Regions from separate parts of the Rattus norvegicus genome. Here regions 1 and 3 are each linked to region 2. Evidence: chromatin contacts called from public Hi-C data. All regions are on one chromosome and are shown on one strand. Each heading gives the region's core, a stretch centred on a gene start, on an enhancer-like site or on the middle of the called end of the contact. The rest is flanking DNA. Distances are from core to core; before and after follow the strand shown.

What was found. Hi-C and Micro-C count contacts between places; a contact is called where the count stands out from the background.
Region 1: a contact with region 2 is called in a Hi-C map of the A7r5 cell line, with 5 times the contacts expected there. The contact joins two enhancer-like sites. A contact is called at or near these places in 11 of 12 Hi-C or Micro-C datasets (the A7r5 cell line, the Rat2 cell line, Schwann cells and 6 more).
Region 3: a Hi-C map of the A7r5 cell line shows a contact between it and region 2, with 10 times the contacts expected there. The contact joins the promoter of Sesn3 here to the enhancer-like site in region 2. A contact is called at or near these places in 5 of 12 Hi-C or Micro-C datasets (the A7r5 cell line, the Rat2 cell line, Schwann cells and 2 more) and 1 of 1 datasets of contacts at active chromatin or transcription factors (oligodendrocytes).

The regions. Positions count from the first base shown.
Region 1 is chr8:19,473,389-19,478,277 of GRCr8, reverse strand. No RefSeq gene overlaps it. Among named protein-coding and RNA genes, the nearest start is that of Endod1, 44 kb to the left of the region's middle. Within about 2 kb of position 2,622, at least 9 of the 93 cell types and tissues checked have an H3K27ac peak or open chromatin away from gene starts, as enhancers often do. A contact at or near this core is called in the A7r5 cell line, where this site is marked.
Region 2 is chr8:19,027,064-19,031,639 of GRCr8, reverse strand. No RefSeq gene overlaps it. Among named protein-coding and RNA genes, the nearest start is that of Fam76b, 58 kb to the right of the region's middle. Within about 2 kb of position 1,594, at least 43 of the 93 cell types and tissues checked have an H3K27ac peak or open chromatin away from gene starts, as enhancers often do. A contact at or near this core is called in the A7r5 cell line, where this site is marked.
Region 3 is chr8:19,413,365-19,418,008 of GRCr8, reverse strand. It overlaps Sesn3 (sestrin 3), which reads right to left and starts at 2,582. Exons shown (of 10, transcript NM_001108125.1): 1 at 2,356-2,582. The coding sequence starts at 2,433. LOC120094081 (a long non-coding RNA gene) reads left to right here and starts at 2,649. Exons shown (of 3, transcript XR_005487967.2): 1 at 2,649-2,784.

The DNA.
Region 1 (4,889 bases), core at 1,373-3,872, 450 kb before region 2:
GAGAGAGAGAGAGACAGAGACACGGAGAGACGGAGAGACAGAGAGACAGAGACAGAGAGACAGAGAGACAGAGAGACAGAGACAGAGAGACAGAGACAGAGAATGTGTGTTGAACCATGAGAACAAAGCTAGGTAGAAAAGATCTCCTGTCCCATGACGTACAGGTGTATTGAGGATGATTTTGAGAAGGATGGAATGGCCCTGACCAAGATTCAAAAACTCTGAAAGAGAGAGTAAAGGGGTTTAATTTGGGAGATTTATGGAAAGCACTAAACACTTGATAAAGCCATTCTCTGTCTGCAGAGGGCCTGGCTGGAAGCGGAGTTTGTCGGGATACAGCTGTGGGGCTGGAAGGGCTTTTAAGACCACAGTGATTGATGGGGAACTTGAGGAAACCCAAGCTCCAGCGCTGTGGTTCTCAGTCTGTGACTCTCAACCCCTTTGGGAGTTGCACTGGATCTCCTGCCTGTCAGAACATTACAGTTCATAACAGTAGCAAAATTACAAGTAGCAAGAAGTAATTTCATGGTGGGGGGTCACCACAACATGAGGAACTGTATTAAAGGGTCCAGCATTAGGCAGGGTGAGAACCACTGTCCTAGGGAGTTGGTTTCCACGCCCGTTATTTGTGGTACAGAGCTGTTTAGATATAACATAAGTGTTACTCCTAAAACTGACACGGAGAGAAACATTAATGCAAAGAGAAGGGCAAATCATAAACTGCCTTCTGTCTGGGGAGAAAGGCTGGGTAGTCTGCCCCACAGCCATTAGCACGTAGAGAAACCGGGATTATACAAGTCCAAGCCATGTAGGCCAAGGGGCGGGTTGGTATTCTATCATCCTTTGCTCAAAATAACCAGGCAGGCAGGAAGGAAGAGACATGACCTTCCCAGCATAGACACGGCAGGTAGTGTGGCCAGGGCTCGTGGTCAAATGCTCACATACAGTAGGCGAAAGATGTGTGCACAAGCTCTGTACTCTTCCTGACAATGGTAGTCATGGGGGAAGAGAAGTCCCCCGTCTAATTCGAGAGTTGCATCTCTGTGTCTAGGGCTACTGCTTGGCCCGTGCCATGGAACCCTAGTCATCTGCTTGCTCTAACTGTTCATCTTGCAGAACTGCTCACAGCATCCTGCCTACCTGCTTCACAGAGGACAGAGTCACCTCATGGCTCTGCAGCTCTCTCAACGCCTCTCCATTGGACTTCTTCCTTCATTTATTCCTGTTCGCCGTATCCTATGTGGGCAAGATTGCCAGATTTGGCAAAGGGAGAAAATAGATGCTCCTTTAAATTAAGACTCTGAGGGGGGTATTGTATGACCCATACTTACTTATATTTTTTAAAAAATCACTCGTAAGGAATTCAACTGTCCTTGGGCTTCCTGTAATTCTACCTGGGAACCTCCTATGGGAACGACTGTTCTAAAACTCCATTTCTCTCATTCTGAATCCTTCCAGTGGTTCCGCATTGCCTCTGTAGCTGGAGCCAGGAACTCAGAATCATGTAGGTGGTTAACGAAAGGCATGTGGTGAGAGGGAAATGGTGTGTGTTTGAAGGTATGATAGACGCAGAACAAACATTTCCCTATCCCAGACATTCACATGTAGATTTTAAGACTATATAATGAATCTCAGTTAAGGCAAATACATACACACACTGCCACCCCCACATACTTACACACACACACACACACACACACACACACACACACACACACACGTCAGAGTGTCAACTTTCCCAGTGGAAGCCTGGACTAAGACAAGTTGCTTGGACTGTGCTTGGAAACTTGTCTGGGCTCTTGGCTCTGTTCCTCTCACCACTGTCCAGCATGAACCCTGCTCTAGCTTTTCTCTACCAGCTGACCATGTCCACTCCTCACAGCCATCTTCCTCCCACACTAGAGCCCCTGCCATGCAGGACATCCATACCCCTCCCTGCGCTTTCCCTTTTTAGGATCAGAGTGCCCTGTCTGTCTAGGGGCAGCTTCGATGGTCCTTGACTCTGTCTCTCCAGCAGGCCGAAGAGCAGTCCTAAGGGATTTGGCCATGCCCGCTCCCTCTGTCTCTTATCTCCTTAGTGTCAGAGTTATGTAGACCCGACCCTATCCTGTGCACTTTTAAATGCCACTTGAAACGTTGTTGCCGATACATGCTTAGTGTGTATTTGCCAGAGATCGGAAAACTCACAAGCACATCAGCCGTAGAGAGATGGCAAAGTATCAGACCAGGGATGTCTCCATCCCAACACTCCCCGGCCACAGCTGTCCCCCACCCAACTGTCCTTTCAAGCAGCTTCCAAGTCAGTGTTTTTAGACCAGGTTAAGTGTTGGCTTAAATGATGTCTCATGTACTGATTAGAACCCAACTCTGAAAGCTTTAAACAACAAAACCCTCTGATTTGTTGACCTTCCCAGTGACATTCTGGCTGGTCTGAGCTGGTCAAGGCAGACTGCCAGCTCCAGGACTGGTGTGCAGCCAGCTGTGCCTTCAAAGATCTCCCTCTTCAAGGCTTCTTCCTCCTCCAGATATCCCAGCTGCCTCTGGGAACTGTATGGCCAGCCAGGGTCCCTCTGCAAGTCTGGTGCTGTCTAAATCCTGCCCCCTTTCTTTCTCTGCAAAGTCGTTCTCATTCCTCAGGAATGTAGCCTTTGTGGTAGCAGTGGGCTCAGAGCTGTACAGGATAAACCTGGCAGTGGGATTCTTAACCAGACGGACACAATAGAAGTAGCTCTGTTAAAAGCCTACCTTCAAAGAGCAATACCAGGCACGGTGGACAGGCCTGCTGTGAAGAGATTAGAAATCATGGGCAGAAAGGGGACTAGCATGTAGTGAGAGAAGGGTTCTCCTGGGCTAGTAGTTTTCTTTCAATCCTCCTGCTGTAGTGTCTGGCAGGCAGGACCTGGCATATACTCATGAGTCAGGTGCTAGGAGCTGTGGAAGTGGCTAAAATACGATCCTGGCTGTCTCCCCACCCCCACCCCCACCCCACCCCCCCCCCCCCCCCCGCAATGGATGGGACAGTCTTGAGTGTAATGGGCCCTGGAGTTAGCAGCTCAGCACAGTGGTCCAGAGTACTCGCTTGGTGTCAGAGGGCCTGGCTTGGCCAGTGATGGGCTGTGTGCCCGCACGCAGGTCACTCGATCTTGTGTTTTGTGTTCTAAGATTGGGCTCACTTCAAAGCCTGCTCTCTAAGTTCCTGGCTGGCGGGGCCTTGGTGCCTGCCGCTGTTTATCACTCACTCATAGGAGGTGGGGGGGAGAGTGGAGGTGCAGAGAAAGGAGCAGCTTCTTGGAGAAGGTGTGGGGCAGGGGCTTCAAAGAGGAGGTGGCATTTGCTTTGCACCCTGAAAGACAGGTGGGAGTTCAGTAGACATGGCAGGTTTGAGGGAAGCTGAGGTACTTACTGGGTGTGTGGTCAGAGGCAGGAAGAGGACAGCGCAGCTGTTAATGAGGACAGATATATGCAGGGTGGAGGAATGATGGTTTGCACTGGGTCCGAATAGGTTGGGGAGGGCCTTGAACTCACAGAAGCTTTGCCACATTGCACAAGCCCTATTGCCTTGAAGGCTTGCTGCCCGTGTGCCCAGTTAGACGGGACTGCAGTACACCAGACCACACTTCCTAAGAACTTGCTGAATCAATATCAAGATTTAGTCTGGGGTTAGTTTCAGACAACTAACCAACCCGTTAGGCTGTATCCAGACAGCTTGGGCCCCAGTAAGTGTGACCATCTGAGCGATTCGTGCTCTGAGCATAAAAATCACCTTGGCAACCACTGCTTGGCTTTGCATTGGTGTTGGCTTGGCATGGCTAAGATATACCCTACATTGGCTGGGTAATTTTTGCTTTAGCCAAGGGCTTGGTCCCCTCAAGGGTCCACCATGTACCACTTTGTGTGGGCTCCAGGTCCGGGGAAGAGTCCAAGTGCCAATAATCAGCAGGATGAGAGCTCTACTCGCTGTACCTGGATGAAATCCAGGCTGAGCAAGGAGATGGTTGTTAATGCTGGTCTGACAGGAGATGGCTGTTAATGCTGGTCTGATGGAGTGGGGCAGTCAGCATTAGTAGGTGGCACTCTCTATTCTTAACAGTCCCTGTTGGCTTGGACGTTACAAACGTTGTAGCTCCTTTGCTGGCCTCAGTATCTGAACCTGGACTCCTGGCAGTGGCCAGTGTTATTGTGGCCAGCTCTCTGGAGCTCTGCTGGCGAGCAAGGCCTGCACGGTCTCCTATCTGGCTCCTCAGAGCCTTTTATTAGTGTTCTGCTCTCTCTTGGTTGCTCTGGAATTGTTATTAGCAAGGCTGCCTGACCCCTTCTGTACCTGCTATCTGGATTAGCTGAGAAGTTGGCCTCCCTGGGGCAGTGCATGAGAGCCGGGCACTTATTACTCATGGGTGTTGGAACAGCCAGCTGAGTGTTTAGGAACTGGGCATCAGCATCTGCTGCTAGCCGGATTGTTGGCCGTCCAGTAGGATCCATGCAAGCAGACAGCGCCCCCAGTGGACAGGCGGGATACACAGCAGGAGAGCCACCTTCTGCAGGAGTTTCAGCTGTTAAGCAGTGGCTACTAATGAATGAAAGCTAATCTGTGTGGAAGCAGAGTGATGGGGCTTAAAAACTGGGCAGTAATGGTCCCAGCTGCTGAGTCTACCTCTTTATAGGCTATCAAGTCTACAGCTGCCCCATCTACCGGGTCTGTTACCAGCTCGCCCTGCATAAGAAAGTAGGGGAAAGAAGAGAAGGAAGGGTGGAGAAAGGAGGGAGGGGCGAGCCAACGAGTTCCTATCCTTTACTGGGCCTCATGTTGCAAGCAGGTAGCATGGGAGAATGTCTCTTGAGGGGTGTTTGGACCAATCACTGCCACTTGCTTGGATCAACCCTCCCTTTAG
Region 2 (4,576 bases), core at 345-2,844:
AGCAAAACCGCCTGCTTCCTTGTGTTGGTAGCCCTTTAGGGCCATAGCTAAAGACATTCAAGTGATAGACTGTGCCACATACTGGCTCTGGCACCCTTACCGCAGCCCCAGGGTAAGACAGGATCTTATCTGGGTGAGAAAAAAATTCTCCATGAACACAGAAGAGAGAGAGAAGCAGCCCAGAGTTGATGGCAGTGTCATGGTGGTAAAATGTTCAAATGCTCAGTTAAAAGCAGGAGGAATTTTACAGCTGTGTATGTATGCTGCCTTCACTGAGACAGTAACACCACTGAAGGGCTGGATCTCCACTGTGGACTCCGATAGCCTCCATTCCACTGGTCTGAGCAGTGAACGTTAGCAGCAGGCGTTCAAGAGTGTTACAACAGAGGGGGTTTCCTCTCTAGCAGTAGTCACAAGCCTGCGGAAGGGTCCTAACGGTTGTGTGGGGTATATAAGTCTTCAGAGAAGGCACAGTCTGACTCGAAGCATCTCCTTGGCTAGCTCCATCTGCCTGAAGCTCTTCATGCCTTTGGTTAAAGAAAGGGCTGCACTGAAAATGCAATTAGAGGAAAAGATGGCGGAGGTTTCAGCTCTGGGCTTCTACTCCACCCCGTGAGGCCACTGCTTCAGATCAGCTAGAAAGGAATCTTGACAAAATGCATGTACCTTACACATGCAAAACTGGGTGGAGTGATTGGACATGTTAACATTAATTAGGAACTTCAGGGGGTTTGTTTGTTTTTTAGTCATAGCAGTGCCAGATGAACTGGGACAGTCAGTACCCATGACTGTTGTCATGTTGTGTTGCTGGGGGAGGTGGATGGACACTTTAATCGAGTAGGGTGGAACACGGTGCAGCCATCTCTGCCAAGGAGCATCGTGGGATTTGCATGAGTGTGAAGAGAGAAATGAAGTGTGGTGGTTTGAATGAGAATGTAAGGTCTTGTATTTGAATGCTTTGTTCCCAGTTGTCGGACCATTTAGGAAGGACTAGGAGGCATGGCCTAAACTCACTCTCTTTCTGCCAAGTGCTTATGGACCAAATGTAAGCTCTCAGCTACTGCACTGGGGCTATGCCCGCCCGCCCGCCTGCCTGCCTGCCCGCCCACCCGCCCGCCTGCCTGCCCGCCCACCTGCCTTCCTGCCTGCCCGCCTGCCCGCCCGCCCGCTCGCCCGCCCGCCCGCCCGCCCGCCCACCGGCCTGCCTGCCCGCCCGCCCGCCCGCCCACCCGCCTGCCTGCCCGCCCGCCTGCCACCATGCTTCCCACCATGATGATCATGGCAGTAACCTCTGAAACTGTGAGAAAGCCTTCTCTTCAATGCTTTCTTACATAAGCTGCCTTGATCCTGTTGTCTCTCCATAGCAACCATAGCTAAGACAAGGGGGAATCTGCTAGCTGTAAATGACATGATGTCGGGGGCCACTGCTGCGCCTGGTGTTCCTACTTAGCTAACGTTTTTTGCTAGGCAAAGCAAAAAGCCAATAAAGAAACTATCCTCCTTTCTAGAGCATACCACAGGGATGGAATAAGCCTTCGAGTCCACATTTGCTGAGTCCCCACTCAGTACTAAGCCCTGAGCCAAGTGCTGTCCCTCTACGGGCCAGGAAGCAGCTGTGGAGTGTGTTGCCATAGCAACACGAAGCGAGCCTGCCCCACTTATGTTGAGCATTCCAAAGGTTCCTCAAACAGAAATAGACTTTTTTCACACTTCCTGAGAAGATCTGTTGTTGTTGACTATTTGTTTACGTCTCACCATAAAGTTTAGTGATCACACGATACGAAGTGCTGTGGAGAAATGAGGAGGCCTCCCACACCAGCACGATGTTTTCTCTGAAAGATTACCATCGACCTGACATCTAGGCAGAATATCACTCCAGCCATTAATTCCAGCAGCCAAAATGAGCTTTTGTAACATCTCTAGGCAGTTCATTTCCCAGCTCCCCCCGACCCCCAGCTCTGCAGTCCTCAACATATCATGAAGGAGCTAAGTAGTTAAAAGAAGGAAGATCATGACAGGAACCAAGATCTAGCCATTCCTGTAAATGGGCTGGGAAGCTTCTTCAAACGTCCAGAATTAAGGTGCACTCTGACCTTTCCAATCCCACCGGGCATTGCTGGCTGGAGAGCGCCACCTACCGCTCACCCTCTGCTACTCTCTGTACAGGAGCCCCTTTGTCAGCTCCAAGCATCCTGACCTCCCCACGCCAATGCTAATATTTATAATTACCAATTGGATAAGTGCATCTTGGGCTGTGAGATCAAAGAAGAGGAGAAAAGCGGCCTCCGAACGTGAGAGGGAAGTAAGACAGAAGGCTTGAAACTTCTCGTCACTCCAGACACCTGCTCCTAAGGATGCCTGGGGACTGAATTCAAGGGCAGAGGCAGCTGGCAGCACAGTTTCTTTCTTTCTTTTTTTTTTTTCTTTTTTTTGGAGCTGGGGACTGAACCCAAGGCCTTTCGCTCGCTAGGGAAGCGCTCTACCACTGAGCGAAATCCCCAACCCCAGCACCAGAATTTCTTTACCCCTGACCATATAGAGAAGTAATAAAGGAGAATCAGGAGGCAAAAAGACAAAGTTTGGATGACAGAGCCAAGGAAAGAAACTGGACAGAGTAGCTAAGAAAGATAAACTGAGCTCTACTTTTCCTTACCCATCCCTTTTTCTTTTTTTTCCTCCCTTCTTCTAATTAACCAGCTTAGCCACTCAGATGGAGATCCACATTTGAATCTGCCTGATCCAAATGTCTTCCTTCAACTACTGTGAACACTATGAAAGTCTTATGCGAGACCATTTGGAGACCACTCTACAAAGTCCGTGAGACGATCTGGAAGCAGGCGGTCATCATATCTTTTCTTACACAAAGCAAACCAAGACAGCAGAATACTGAGACGTTCTAAACAACTGGTTCTTGCAGGGTGAAAGTCCTGGCTTGAAGTGCTGGTTTTCTGTGGTATAAAGTTGGTGCCAACTTTAAGCCATCAGCTGAACACGGAATTGGGAAATTCTGCACATCCATCAGTACCTCTCGGTCAAATGAGCTGACCCCATCATGCCACAGCTCCACCTGTGTGACCGTCCTGGGACTCCCATACACATGCAGGACTTGAGCCTAAAGTGGACTGTGGGACTAGCGGGGTGAGTTTAAGAAGGTGGGCTCTGGGTTAGGGTTTTATGTCAGTTTGTGTTTTACCAGTTTCAGTCCTGAGTTGGATTATCTCTTAACTTTCCCTGTAGTAAGAGACACTTCTCTCTGCCTAAGAGCTTCCAGCTGTACCTTCTTCTTGCTGCTGGGCTTGAAAGAAATGTTAGCTCTTCCCAGGTCCTCAGAAGCTTCCAGTTGCAGCTGGAGTCTGCTCTATTGCCTCTCAGCTGTGCACTACACCCTGGCTACGTCATCTGTCTTCCTGGGGAGGACTGTGCTGCTTCTCCAGAAGCTCTTGGAGTCTACAGCCTTTTAAATTGCATGGGCTAAATCTTCATGAAATAGTGTTCTTTCATTAAAATCTGTCTCTCTATCTACTCCCAATGTCTGATCTGCTTCCCCTTCTCAGTGAGTTTCGAGCATCCTTGGGCCCTCCTTGTTACTTGGCTTCCTTGGGTTTGTGCTTTGTAGTATGACTACCCTATACCTTATGGCTAACGTCCACTTATTTGGGAGCACACAGCATGTGTATGTGCTTCTGGGTGTGAGTTACCCAACTCAGGATGATATTTTCTAGTTTCATCCATTTGCCTGCAAAATTCATGATATCCTTGTTTTTAACAGCTGAGTAGTACTCCATTGTGTAAATGTACCTCATATTTCTATCCATTCTTCAGTTGAAGGATGTCTAGGTTGTTTGAAATTTCTGGCTAGTATAAATAAAGCTTCTATGAGCATAGTTGAGCAAATGTCCTTGTGGTGTAATGGATCATCTTTGGGGTATATAACCAAGAGTCTTGAGGTAGAACTATTCACAATTTTCTGAGAAACCACCAAATTGATTTCCAAAGTGGTTGCACAAGTTGGCACTCCCATCAGTAATGGAGAAGTCTTCTTGCTCCACATCCTTGCCAGTATGTGCTATCCCTTGAGTTTTTGATCTTAGCCATTGTGACCAGTGTAAAGTAGAATCAGAGTCATTTTGATTTTCATTTCCCTGATGACTAAGGGTGTTGAACATTTGGAGAGGGAGTGGGGAGGGGGGAACAGGAGGGACCAAGTGTGGGGAGGATGGATGTAGAAGTGAGAGAGAGAACTGGGATTGGTAGAGGAGGGGGCATCTCTGAGACATGCAGGACAAGGAAAACTCCCAGGAATCTATGAGGGTGACCCTACCTAAATTAACTCCTGGCAGTAGAAGATATGAAACTCGAACCAGCCGCCTCCTGTAACAAGGCAAGAACTCCAATGGAAGGATGGAGACACCAACCTATCCACAAAAACTTTGACTCACAATTTGTCCTGCCTACAGGACGCACAGGGATAAAGATGGAGCGGAGATTGAGGGACTGGCCAACCAATGACTGCCCAGGTTATTGGGCTGGAAAAATGGTTCAGTTGGTAAAATGCTTGTTTTGCGAGCACAAGGAC
Region 3 (4,644 bases), core at 1,333-3,832, 390 kb before region 2:
AAAGTATTTCCTTTGAAGGTTTAAAGTTTAAAGGTTTCCATTTAAAGTTTCTTCAGAAGCCATCATATGTTGCACATATTGCTCACGGCCAGAAAAGGGCCTTCTGCCTTGTACAGGTAAAGGCCTCTGCTTCTCACTGATGACAGTTCTAATAGCCAAGAGGCCACTGACATGGATGCAGTCATCCTTCTGCGGTGTCCTCACTCAACTAGAACCCAATGTGCTTGCACACTACTATATAGAAACAAGAAAGATGCAGGCAATCAGGCTGTGGTGGCTGTAGATGAACTTTAGCTATATCTACCGAAAATAAAAACATCATTACTACAAGTAAATCTTCACGTGGCATTTTTAGGATGATGAAGCCTTTAATGCTAGATACTGATTTCTTTCTAGAGTGTTTAAGAATGGCAATGTTATGAGCTTCGAATGTTGCCAGATCATGTCTTAACTGGCACAAACAATGTTTTTCTCATCTAAACTCATTTCATGCCACTACATGAGTCAAAATTAAATGCCTTGTAGTTACTGAAAACTGGATACTGGCAGAGGTGTGCACAATTATAAAATAGAAAACTGTGAATGCCCACTTTGCATGCTTCTTATAGTTATGGTTAGAAGTGAGATGGTCTTCCCAGATAAACAGAAATATTAGTTTCTTAAAAAACTGGAAGAAAAACATAAATATGTCATTAATGCTAGTGTCATGGATTCATAATCAAAGCTCTGTCAAACGAAAAATAAAAAGGTGCGAAGCCTAATTTTAATGTGCTTTGACTGAAATAGAATTATATCACTTAAATAAGTCAATTATAGCACTGCTCCCCACACTAGGACCCACACATATAACATTTCCTTTCATTTTAACTGAAAGTTGAATTAAACAGGTTTCACTGACACTGTTTTTCCTGACAAAGACAATTTCGGCTTTAAAAAAATTAAGAAATAATAATTTTTAAAACCTCTATTCAGATGCCACCTGGTCCAGCAGTGAAAGAGTTAACATTCAACTGAGCTGAACTGAGCTTCTGATCCATTACATTTCTCTCAAGCTGCCCTACAATGAGCTGAGCAAGTATCAACTGTAATTTGATCCAGGAGTTTATGGGGGAAAAATAACTGCACATTCTCAACATGCACATTTAATAAAAATCTTTTTTAAGAGAAACATATCCAATAAACACAATTTAAGGCGTATTTAATTGTTTGATTAACTTCAAACCTGCAATTCCTTTGCTTTCCTGACGCTCTCAAATAAAATAGGAGAAAGGAGGGGGGGCGGGGGGACCAGCTCCACTGCAGGGAAAAGAGGCTTGAAAAACAACTTTGATTGGCACTTGGCCTGACCCACAGAGGAAGAAAAACAGTTTTTGGACAAAGAGCGCAAATATTTGAGCTTGCTTATTTATGTGCTTGCTTCTTTTTCTTAGTACATAAAGAGCAATCCTAAATTGACTGTAGATAGGGAAATTGACAAAAAAAAAAAAAAAACCAAAAAAAACAAAAAAACCCGGCACCTTCTTCATCTTAGCTCTCAGATATGCACAGCTCAGCAATTTTAATTCATTTGGTGCTGGGCAAACAGAAACACTTCACCTAATGATTTCATTTCATGCAATGTAAAAAAAGAGAGAGAGAGAGAGAGAGAGAGAGAGTGGAAAAGAAACAGATTATATTAGTCAAGGAGGCTGTTCAGATCTGATTAAAAACTCTTCTGCGTCTACAGGGACATTTTGTCATCCTTTCTCTCCCTGAATCCCCATCCCCCACGGGGCGATTAAGCCAAGTAAGCTAAACAATACTGGAGTAAACTTTCTATCAGTCACTCTGGAAAGCAATAAGCTGATCTTGGGTCGGATTTTCTTGATCCACACCGCGGTGGGGGATGATAAGGAGGGCGAACCCAAGTCGTCTTCAGCCTCCACCTCCACCAACCCAAGCTGAAAGCGCTGGAAGATCGAACAGTATTTCCCATAGGCATAAAGTTCAAGATGCCTTCATGGTGCCTTTTGGGACCCACCAAGAGAATGTCAAAAGGCGGTGTCAGGGCACTGTGGGCCTGGCAGAAGCGACCCAGTCAAAGAAAACACCCCCCAGAGTCAGCCACCGCGGAGAGGCAGCCAGGCTCCTGCAGACCAAACTGGCTGCTGTGATTTCAGGCCAGCCTCCATCCCCAGCGGAGCCGGTTCCTCCCAGCATCCCAGCATCCCTTCAGCCTCGGGGCAGACCCGGCTGCAGTCCAGGGGCCGAGCGCGGGGACCCCGCGGGAGGACCCTTCGCATCTCGTCCCCCGCAAGCGCCGCCCGGACCCCGACCGTGGGGAGCGCCTCACTGCCGGACGCGGACGCGCCGTACCTTCCGCAGCACTTTCCGGCAGTTGGTGCAGAGCAGGTAGTTGGCCGAGGCCGACGCGCTGCTGCCACCGCGGTTCATCGCGCCGAAGCCGGGCTGTCACCGCGGCCGCTAGCGAAGGGCTGCTTCAACGTTCTCTTCTTAGGGGGTCGGACGGCAGCGACGACGCAGCGGCTGCCCGCGCGAGCTCGGCGGGGACGGCGGCCGCGGCGCTCACCGGCCCGTTGTTCCTCCCGCCCCCATCGCCAGACCCCCGCCCCGCCAGCCAGGACGAGCAGCCGCGGCCGTCTCAGCTCCTCAGTGCAGCCCCGCCCCCGAGGCCCGCCGCCTTCAGGGCAGCCGTGCTGGGCACCGCCCCCTCCCGCCAATCAGGCGGCGTCGGCCACGCCCCCTTCCGCGCCCTCAGCCAATGAGTAGCGTCGGCCAATCACGGTAGGCGAGAGCAACATGAATCTCCGGGCAAGTTAAGTTTATCTCCGAGGCTCGATGCTAAAGAGTGACCGTGGGTTAGTTAGGTAGTGGGGTCCAGTCTGCCAATGAGAAGTGGGGGTGTGGTATATGCAAATTATCAGGGACTCTAGCGCCACCCTCAGGACAAGCCACGCCTCTCTGCAAGACCAGGCCGAATGGACAGAGTGAGATTAAATAGCTGGAAGCTAGAGCTCGCTAGAGGATTTGAGACCTAGCTAAACATTTCCTGATCTCTCGGGAGTGGGTAGGGTGGACGCAAGAACGTTCCTTCCTCCCAGGGCAGTGGTTCGGCTTTCTCTCGGTCGGTTTAAATCTAAGAATAGCTGTGAGGAAGTCTTGCAGCACTTTGCACCCAGAGATCTCAAAGAACTTTATGCTCTTTAAGCACTCTGTAAGTCTTGTGCGAAAGACCAACTACCCGCGGCTGTAGAGATAGAGGTCTGAAGTCTATACATTGGAGTTAGAGACCTGGAAACACATCTTTGGTTTAGGGCTCTCTCTCTCTCTCTCTCTCTCTCTCTCTCTCTCTCTCTCTCTCCCCCCCCCACCCCCCATGATCATTCTCACAGCAAAGAAAGTTCTTTTATCATGAACAACTCAGAGGTTGGCTGGCGCTCGGTCTCTCTCTCTCTCTCTCTCTCTCTCTCTCTCTCTCTCTTTCTCTCTCTCTCTCTCTCTAATCCTGTGGGAGGCCTCTGCTTAGAGACTTGCAGAGCCCAATCCCTGCCTGAATAGAAGGTTTTGAGTACGAATTGCCGTTTAAAACGATTTAAAACTGACAACGGTGAGGTCAGGGTCTAGCTTCTATGTTCTGGAGACAGAAGGCATAAGTCACTGAGGAAAGCCAGATGAGCGAGGGAGCCAGGTACCCTGAGGGACCAAACCCGGACCGCAGACTGCAGACCAGACTCTGGCTGCCTGCTCCCCAGTGAGAACAAAGGCGGTGCAGAGCAAGCACCTGATTGGCGCAGGGTGCTCACCGGTGTCGCGGAACCGGTGACAGGGTGCTTCTGCTACTGGAGCAGAACAGCAAGCTCCCAGGAACTGCAGTTCCCCAGCCAGCCTTGGCGGTGACCACACCGCACTGCGTGCTATGACATCACCTGTTTTCGCTCTTGAGAACCTAATCTGTATTCTCGGCTTCTCGTTTTCTAAAGGTCTCGAGTGTGTCCAGATTTGTGAAGGCCTGCAGTTTGCAGAATGTATCTGTGGAGATGATTTTAAAGAACTGACCCACTGGTTTACATTTCTTGTATTATTTTTAATTTAACACATGTTTAATTGCTAGCACTACTTTGTGTTAGGAATTTAGTGTCCAATGATGTAAAACCAGGAAGTCGCACTTGGAGAAGCCCGCAAGGGTTAGCATAACAAAGCCATTAGACCACACTGTTGTCCAAACTGCCAATCTCATCCATACTCAACATCTGTCTCCACTCCATCCTCTTTAGAGACCTACACCATAAACAAGCCTACACAAAGAACAAAGGAAATGAGAATCTGCCCGCACCAGGTTTAAACAGACTGGAAAACCCCAAGGGTCTAGGTGATATGGTTAGGTAAGTGTGAAGGTCCATTTAGCCAGTGATAGTTAGCAAAGGGTGGCCTGATGCTGGGTAGACCTACATAGCCTAGAATAGCAATGATTTGGGCAGGGTGCTAAATATTCAGTTCAAAGAAACGGTAAAAGCAAGAAAACTCAACGAAGGAAGAAATTACTGCTTGCCTTTCATTGCAAAGAACCAAGAAATCTAGGCAAAAAGTCAGCAAGGCACAGTTCCCCCCCCCCCCGAAAACTGAAACACATATGTGTTCCCATTT